Linked DNA regions of Mus musculus: regions 2 and 3 are each linked to region 1. The links are chromatin contacts, called in public HiCAR-type and HiChIP or PLAC-seq maps. All regions are on one chromosome and are shown on one strand. Each heading gives the region's core, a stretch centred on a gene start, on an enhancer-like site or on the middle of the called end of the contact. The rest is flanking DNA. Distances are from core to core; before and after follow the strand shown.

Region 1 (2,649 bases), core at 56-2,555:
TTGCAGTAGGGTTCCGAATAGGAGTTGGAAAGGTGCACACCCTGCCTGCTTAGAACTTTACTGTAGAACTCCTTCAGGAATAGACATATTGCTCATTGTCAGCCACATTAACAAACGAAAGGGAAATAGTTTCAGTTTGTACGGAAAAGGCATCTGACAAAGTCTAACATGTACTCCTAATTTTAAAAACTCAGTATACCAGAAGTAAAAAAAAGTTTCCTCCACACAATAAAGAAACATTTAGAAAACCTCAGTGGTGAAAGAATGAAAGTTTTTCTTCCAAGACTAGGTGCCACGGACTGGGCTCATTGGGCCCTCCTCAATCCATGCAAATCAAGGTCTCGGACAGATGGGCATAGAGTTGGTGGGCGTGGGGGTGACAAACAGACTGGACAGGAGAGACTATGTTGAATCTGAGTGTAATTTGTCAAATCGAGCATCAAACTTTTTATACAGAAGAATAACAAGAAACCATGTGACATATCCGCAGAGTTACAGTGACACAAAACATAAGGAATGTATACATCAAAAGATGGCGGGAGGGGGCTGGTGAGATGGCTCAGTGGTTAAGAGCGCCAACTGCTCTTCCGAAGGTCCCGAGTTCAAATCCCAGCAACCACATGGTGGCACACAACCATCCCTAATGAAATCTGATGCCCTTTTCTGGAGTATCTGAGGAGAGCTACAGTGTACTTACATATAGTAAATAAATAAATCTTTAAAAAAAAAAAAAAAAAAGATGGCGGGAACCAGGCTGCTGTTTACCACTAAGAAGGGAGCCAGGTGTAATGCTAGTCTATTGTTAAGCCCACCACCAGGGGTTCTTAGTAAATGCCTGATTATGCTGTTTCTTTGGGCCTAGTGAAGAAACCTGTCTCAGGGGGATTCCCTAACTCTTACATTTTAAACCCACCTATTTGCTCGGCCATTGTGTATTCCCTTGTTTGGGTTAGACTTGGCTACTGTCCTAAGTCCTAAGTAATCACTCTGCAGACTAGCCCTGAGCTATTCTAGCTCTGTTCTTTGTAATGCCTAATTAGTTTCACCTTCTCTGCTAGAAGTAAATTTGAATGTTACTGAATAGGTAACCTTCTCACAGAATTCCTACTGAATTCCAAGCTCATTGGCTTCAAGGGTTTTCTAGGACGTTGGAACACTGGTGGAGGCTTACCTATGTTAAAATTCAATCTTTAAAGGCACTTATAATAAAATAATACTGAAAGAGAGCATACACCATACTAACGTGGGGATAGGGTTTGAGTATATGGGTTATGAGAATGCCAAGGTTCCAGGAGGCTGAGTTTCCTCGAAACTCTGCCTCATGACTGCTTCCAGGCCTTTTGACCTTGACAGGCAGACTTCACTGGAGTGGGCATAGCAACTAGGAAGAAAATGAAGTGCCATCACCACTTTTCTTCAGGGTAATATTAGCATTTCTAGCCAGACCACTTAGGAAAAAAGGGAACAGGCAGCAAGGAGAAAATAGATTGCCTACTGTGTATTCAAATGCAGAAGAATGAAATTGACCCAAAGGACTAAGTATAAAACCTCACCGGGTAGGCAGACATTCTGATCACATTTAGTTTGACAGTGATCCCCTGAAATTGGTGCCAAAAGCATGCACAACAAAAGATGATTGAATGGGACTTTATTAATGTTGAAATTCTTAATGCACCAAAAATCACCTTCAACTGAGTAGAGGTAATCTACATAATGGAAGAAAGTATTTTCAAATATTTGATTTAATATCCAGGGGCTGAGAAGGTAGCTCAGTGGTTAAAGTGCTTGCTATGGAAGTATGAGGACCTGAGTGTGAGCTTGATACTCAGTGAGAAATCCTATCTCAAAATATAAAGTAGTGAGCTAGAAAGATGGCTCAGTGGTTAAGAGTACTGCCTGCTCTTCCAGAGGACCTGGGTTTGATTCCCTTCAAGCACGGGGTGGCTCCCAACCATCTGTAACTCAAGTTCCAGAGAATCCAAGGCAAACAAAAAATATACCAGGCAGTGGTGGCACATGATTTAATCCAAGCCTGAGAGAGGCAGAGGAGGCAGATCTGAGTTAGAGGCCAGCTTGGCCTGCAGAGCAAGTTCTAGGACAGCCAGTGTCAAACTAAGAAACCCTGTCTTGAAAAACCAAGCAAACAAAAAAGCAACTAGAAGAGCAATGCCCTCTTCTGGCCACTTCAGGTGCCTAGAACACATGTACATATATAGAAACATATATACACAAATATATGGAAAGTGCAGGTGATTGAAGAAGACAATTGAGGTCAGTTCTGACTTCTGCATATGATCTCAGACATATACATGAACACGGGATATATATACACAGAGACTACACAGAATAACTGAAGAATTTGAAAATTGAATAATTATAAAAAAAATAAAACCCATTTCACATATGAACAAAGGAGTTAAATAGAAGGAACTATATATCTCCAAAGAAGATTAACAGATGGCCAAAACCCACAAGAATTAGTGATATCGTTGGTCACTAGAAAAAGACAGATCAATTCATTACACAAACTTGTGAGGCCAGTGCTCCTCCCACTACCACCATGACTGCAAACAAAGGAAAATAAACGTTGATTGGAATTGGTTGGGAGAAGTTGAAACCATTATGCATTACAGGCAGGATGGGGCAATG
Region 2 (2,649 bases), core at 82-2,581, 210 kb after region 1:
ACAACAACAACAACAACAACAACAACAACAAACTATTATAATCTATTCCAGGAGGAAACAAAGTCTAAGAAGTAAAACATTGAAATGAACTATATAGGGCTTAATAACATTCTTCCATTGAGCCAATTGTGGTGGCATATACTTTTAATCCCAGCAATCAGGAGGCAAAGGCAAATGAGTTAAAAGGCCAGTCTGGTCTACATATCGAGTTCCAGGCCATCCAGGGCTACACAGAGAAACCCTGTCTCTAAACAAACAAACAAACAAACAAACAATAAAAAATAGAGCAATTCTGTGGAATTGAAGAGACATTGTTTCAGACTTTTAATATGTCATCCTCATAAAGCCTCATGTCCCCACTATCATTTGCCAGCGATCAACATCAACCTTTGCAGAACTAGTTACACGGCAGAGAATACCTACCACGTGTGTGTGGCTGATGTACGTAACTCATAAGAGCAGTGTATACATAGGACACACATGAATTGTGTGGAAAGCATATTCAAAGGTAAGGCTGAGTTGATGTGCCTTTGTGGCTCCCTTATAGTAGTTAACAAAACCCTCTCCTTCTGAAGCAAAATCTTTTGTAGCCCAGGCTGATTGCAAACTCACATTGGCGATAATCTCTCTTTTGTAGCTCTGGCTGTCCTGGAACACGCTACATAGACTATTATGGTCTTCTCTAAGAACACACATACACACACATACACACACATATGTAAATTACATATGTAATTTATTTATAGTAGATTATTTATACACTACGTATACATTCTCTCTCTCTCTCTCTCTCTCTCTCTCTCTCTCTCTCTCTCTCTGGATAGAGTGTCTCCTCAATCCATGTAGTCTAGGATGGCCTGAAACTCACATCAATCCTCCTGCCTCAAGTGCTGGAATCCCATAAAGTACCACACTTGACCTTAACTGTCTTTTTAAGATTTGAAACAGGTTTGTAGTCAATGTACATGGAAGGTTTTGTTTTGTTTTGTTTTGTTTTGTTTTGTCCTTTTTTCAGAACAGAGACTCTGGTACATCCATCCTCATACATGGTCAACAAGCTTTGCCAATCTTCACACATGGGTGTCCCAGACAAGGAAACTGACCAAGAGTCCTCTTGGCCCCTTGACGTATTTCCAACTTCTTGAGCTTTTCAAGGCTATTCTGAAAAGGAATAAGATGATGAGTCCCCCGAAGAAAGTCGCCAAGGAGGAAAGAATGAACGCTGCCTGGATTTCGATTGTACATGACGTTTCCGTCAACTCCTTCTGATTTAAACTGTCTAGCAATGTTTGAGACATCTTGAGAAAGACACTGTTGGGCTAATCTATGATGTCATGGTCACCCGGCAACAGTCCCAGGAGGCACACTTCCTTGTGTTACATCACCTCAAGATCTGATGGGAAAGCCAATGAGAGGCTCAGGGATCAAGAGTCCCTTAACCACTCAGGGGAAACTTATTGACTGCAGTCAACTGACAGAGAATGCGAGAGACCACCAGAGGTGGTCAGTAGATGAATGTTCTGAACGCCCTCATTGCTTCATGTGAGACCTTGAGGAGTTCTACTCTCTGGGACATTGACTAGCCGCTGGCTGCCTTTTGGCTTGTTTAGCCAAGCAATTTCAAGCTTTCTTTTTGGTGACACACATGCAGCAATCTCAGAGATAATAGTATATTCTCTTGAGAATTTCAGGAAAAAAATTCCTTAATGATTTGGATTTTTGTTTATTCTTTTGAAAAATTGTGGGTAAACAGTAAATTCGTCTAAATATCTAAGGTACTACATGAAGCCTGGTTAGTAATATTGAAATATATTTGTAAAATTGTACTGAAACAATGAAGGAGTATAACCTGTGTGTCTGGACACACATATTTTGCACTTCCACACACCTATACACATGGTGACTATGAAATGGTAGGTGTGATTGGATGATAATTGACAACTTAAATATGAATAGTTAAGAGCACTGAAAATATATACATTTCAAAGAATCACTTATGTTTTTAAGCTATATATATATTTTGGGAGATATATTTTTGTTTATCTTTTAAGCAAGAATGGCTCATGGTAGAGTATGGGTGTTATATAAGCACTTCTACTGTAATGTAATGTGATTGGTCACTTGATACCATCAAACTGGCCCCTCATCTATTCCTTATCTCTGCCCTGTCAGTAAAACCTCGGGTTCAACAAACACGGATCAGAAAGCGACAACTCCGCTCTAAGTCTCTCTTTCAAAGCTGTAAGAAATGTCAGACCTTATCATTTGTTTGAGGTAGAATTTTTGTCTCGGGTGGCGAGCCTGTCTCACCTTTGTCCTAGAGGATCAGACATGAGGAACACACGTGCTCCCCAGGAGCCCAGCCTGACCACTTTGTGTAACACACTATTTCCTGGAGACGGAGAAGTCATTTCCTGGACTGCTATCGCGGTTCTCTGTCTGTCGCCCAAGCTTTTCTGTCACTTCTACTACAACCCTCCAGTTGGCTCTGGGCAGCATTGTCTAAGTGGGAGGAGCTCTGACCACCTGTCACCAAGCAAGGTCTAAGGAGTCTCCTTCACTTTATAGTCAGTATATGTCAAACGCAATGATCTCTCTCTCTCTCTCTCTCTCTCTCTCTCTCTCTCTCTCTCTCTCTCTCTTTTCCGG
Region 3 (2,649 bases), core at 45-2,544, 150 kb after region 1:
CGTGGATATTTACTGAGCATGCTCCGTGGATGTTTACTGAGCACGGATGGAACTGCTGAGATACTGGTTTGGCAGCTGGAGGAGTCTTCCTGCTGCTATCACAGCTCCGAGAGAGTAATGATTCTGATCAAATAGGGGGGGTCAGGTTTTATAAATATTGGGACATGTCCTGTCAGGATACTGGCATTGAACCACCGAGATGGGGTATAGGGGGAATGGTATGTGTACTTAAGTGCTTTTGAAAATCAAGGAAATAGTTATAATTATTAGGTAGTTGTAGATGGGAAGGGTATCTGCTTGAGCGCAGAACTACAACATCTACAAGGCTCAGGGTCAGGGGTGAGGGGAGGCAGCGTTTAACAGATTCCTCTTTTTTTTTTTTTTAAGTGAATGTGTTAAGTTGTAAACATGTACACTGTAGTAAATATGTTTATCTGGCACCTTTAGATTTGCTAGGTTTCAGGAAAGCATTGTCAGAAGTCATTACTTCAGATAAACCGCTCAAAGAAGGACCTCATAGGTAAAGCGACATGCATTTTAACCCCAGCATACCGCTACCCAGTCTTTGTGTCATGCCTCGTGGTCGGTGATGTGTGTGGCTGATGTATCTTTCCTTCTGAATTAATGGTTTACAAAAGAGCCGAGTGCTCCTTATGATGCACAGGTCATTCTTCACCCTCCAAAGGACTTCTGTCACTGGGACTCTGAGGTGTGGTGACCTACCAGAACCACCTTGTCCAAGGGCATTGCTCTGCACCAGTGAAACATGCCACTGCTGTCCAGCATGTCGGTATCATCCACTGTGTCGTTTGTCGTTGGTCTAAGCAGAGAGAGTGAAGAGAATGTTCAGGAAACATGGGTGATAACGCTAAGGTTGGAGCCATAGCTCATTGACCTGCTCCAGTCACATGGTTCCTTCTAACCCTAAGGGAGCTGGGAGCATATTGATGTATAGCTAATAAATTGCAAAGCTTCCACTTAAGGCTTAGGTTAGAGGATGCTCTTGCTCGAAATACGCCAACTCTCCCATATATGGACTGGTGGGACACAGCAAATTAGGTCCAGAGAAACGAGAGACACAAGGTCTGAGGTAGAGAGAGTCTCCCTGTGGGAGACTGCACTGCTGGGACCATAATCAACGCTGAATTCAGTGGCCAGAATGGAGAACGTGAGCGGAGCCATGATCGCCGAACCTGGAGAGGCAAATGGACGTTCATCCCCCACCCCACCCTCTCTCACGTGGCCAGGATCATGGGCCGTGCACAGCTGTGACTGGATGCAGCAGAGACAGAACCCAGCAGGCAGGGAGAAGAGTGAACCCAGCAGGCTATGGACGGTATAGCAGAAAAGGGCCACAGGACCCTGATGTGGAGAGATTGAGCATGTTCGCCCTCTCCCCGCCCCCACCATTCCCAGCCAAGCGGAAATGCAGGAGCAGCAAGGAGAAGGTTGAATGTGGCGGAGGCTGAATGCCGTCACCGGTGAGGAGAGTGGGAATAGCATCAGAAAAGGGGTCCAGGAGATCGGCAATGCTCACCGCCTCCCCACCCCACCACTTCCGGGAGGAACAAGGAATCAGGACCAAGGGAAGAGCCCCCAGACCGTACAAACAGCCCCGGAAGTGGCACGTGTCTGCTGCCTCTCTAAGGGATCCAAAGGCCGGGTTATTGTTCTTAAGCTCTGGGTTTTTCATAGGAACCTACCTTGCTTTAAAATTCATCAACAAAAACGAACTAGATATCAACCGTAAAGATATCTGTCCAATGGTTCATACCTTTAATCCCAGCATTCGGGAGGCAGAAGCAGGGGCATTTCTGTGAGTTCGAGGCCAGCCTGGTCTACATTGTGAGCCTTTGTCTCAAAACAAAAATTAAAAAAAAAAAAAATTAAAAAACAACCAAACAAAACAGGTGTGTGTCCCCTGGATCTGTCTGGAACAGAGAGTGAGATATGTTCAGTAACCCCCAGCCTGATTCAGGACAGATGAATAAGGACACCCTTTCTTGCATTTGTGCCTTGGGCCATCTCCTTGTTCATCACACAGAATAGGAAAATGAGGGGCAAAGGCCCTGCCCGCCACTATACAGCAAAGCTCAGGTGGAGCGGAAGACACCCAGAGGCCCGTGCCCCACTAATATGAACTAGGACATGGTGGATGGGAGAGAAAGAGACACAAATCCCTGTGTGCACAGTGAAGAGAGGCAGAACTGGAGATGTGAGGGTGCTGAGAAACCTGGGCAGTGTGGGAGCGCTAGCCCCACTCCTTGAGGCTGCACTTGGGAAAGCAGGCCCTTCACCTTTCCTGGGAGCTGGTGGCATGGGAAGGGTGAGTCAGCCCTAAGCTCTTGAGCACAGGAGGGCATGAGAGCCTCAGAGTGACCCCAGACCTCAAAGGTTATGCAGTGGTGCGGGCACAAGAGCTATAGCTCCTGCTTTCCCTGACCCTCACTACCTGCAGCAGGCAGGACAGCCTGCCCCACCTCTTGTCAGGGCAAAGTGGGAGAGCTAGCCCTAGCAGTGTGAATGCCGGAGAGTTAGCAGGCTGACCAACTCAGCTACCACCCAGACCTAGATCCAAGGCTTTGAGTTGGCCTACCCCAACATCTACCCTATTGATGAACTGCTGGAGTGTGTGAAGAACTAAAGCGA

The links. HiCAR-type assays count read pairs that join an accessible place to other places. HiChIP or PLAC-seq counts read pairs in DNA pulled down with a chosen protein or histone mark.
Region 2: a HiCAR-type map of embryonic stem cells shows a contact between it and region 1, with 15 times the contacts expected there. The contact joins the promoter of Kcnu1 here to the enhancer-like site in region 1. A contact is called at or near these places in 4 of 39 promoter capture datasets (cranial neural crest, embryonic stem cells, hematopoietic stem and progenitor cells and 1 more), 2 of 484 Hi-C or Micro-C datasets (cerebellar granule neurons and embryonic stem cells), 6 of 115 datasets of contacts at active chromatin or transcription factors (embryonic forebrain, embryonic stem cells and neural tube) and 3 of 9 other capture datasets (adipose tissue, liver and pancreatic islet).
Region 3: an H3K27ac HiChIP or PLAC-seq map of embryonic stem cells shows a contact between it and region 1, with 15 read pairs. The contact joins two enhancer-like sites. A contact is called at or near these places in 2 of 115 datasets of contacts at active chromatin or transcription factors (both in embryonic stem cells) and 3 of 9 other capture datasets (adipose tissue, liver and pancreatic islet).

What each region holds. Positions count from the first base shown.
Region 1 is chr8:26,062,242-26,064,890 of GRCm38.p6, reverse strand. The region is part of intron 13 of Hook3 (hook microtubule tethering protein 3); the gene reads left to right. Among named protein-coding and RNA genes, the nearest start is that of 1700047A11Rik, 19 kb to the left of the region's middle. Within about 2 kb of position 1,305, at least 10 of the 459 cell types and tissues checked have an H3K27ac peak or open chromatin away from gene starts, as enhancers often do. A contact at or near this core is called in embryonic stem cells, where this site is marked.
Region 2 is chr8:25,848,305-25,850,953 of GRCm38.p6, reverse strand. Kcnu1 (potassium channel, subfamily U, member 1) reads right to left here and starts at 1,331. Exons shown (of 27, transcript NM_008432.3): 1 at 1,104-1,331. The coding sequence starts at 1,298.
Region 3 is chr8:25,909,021-25,911,669 of GRCm38.p6, reverse strand. It overlaps Kcnu1 (potassium channel, subfamily U, member 1), which reads right to left. Exons shown (of 27, transcript NM_008432.3): 20 at 724-820. Among named protein-coding and RNA genes, the nearest start is that of Kcnu1, 61 kb to the right of the region's middle. Within about 2 kb of position 1,294, at least 73 of the 459 cell types and tissues checked have an H3K27ac peak or open chromatin away from gene starts, as enhancers often do. A contact at or near this core is called in embryonic stem cells, where this site is marked.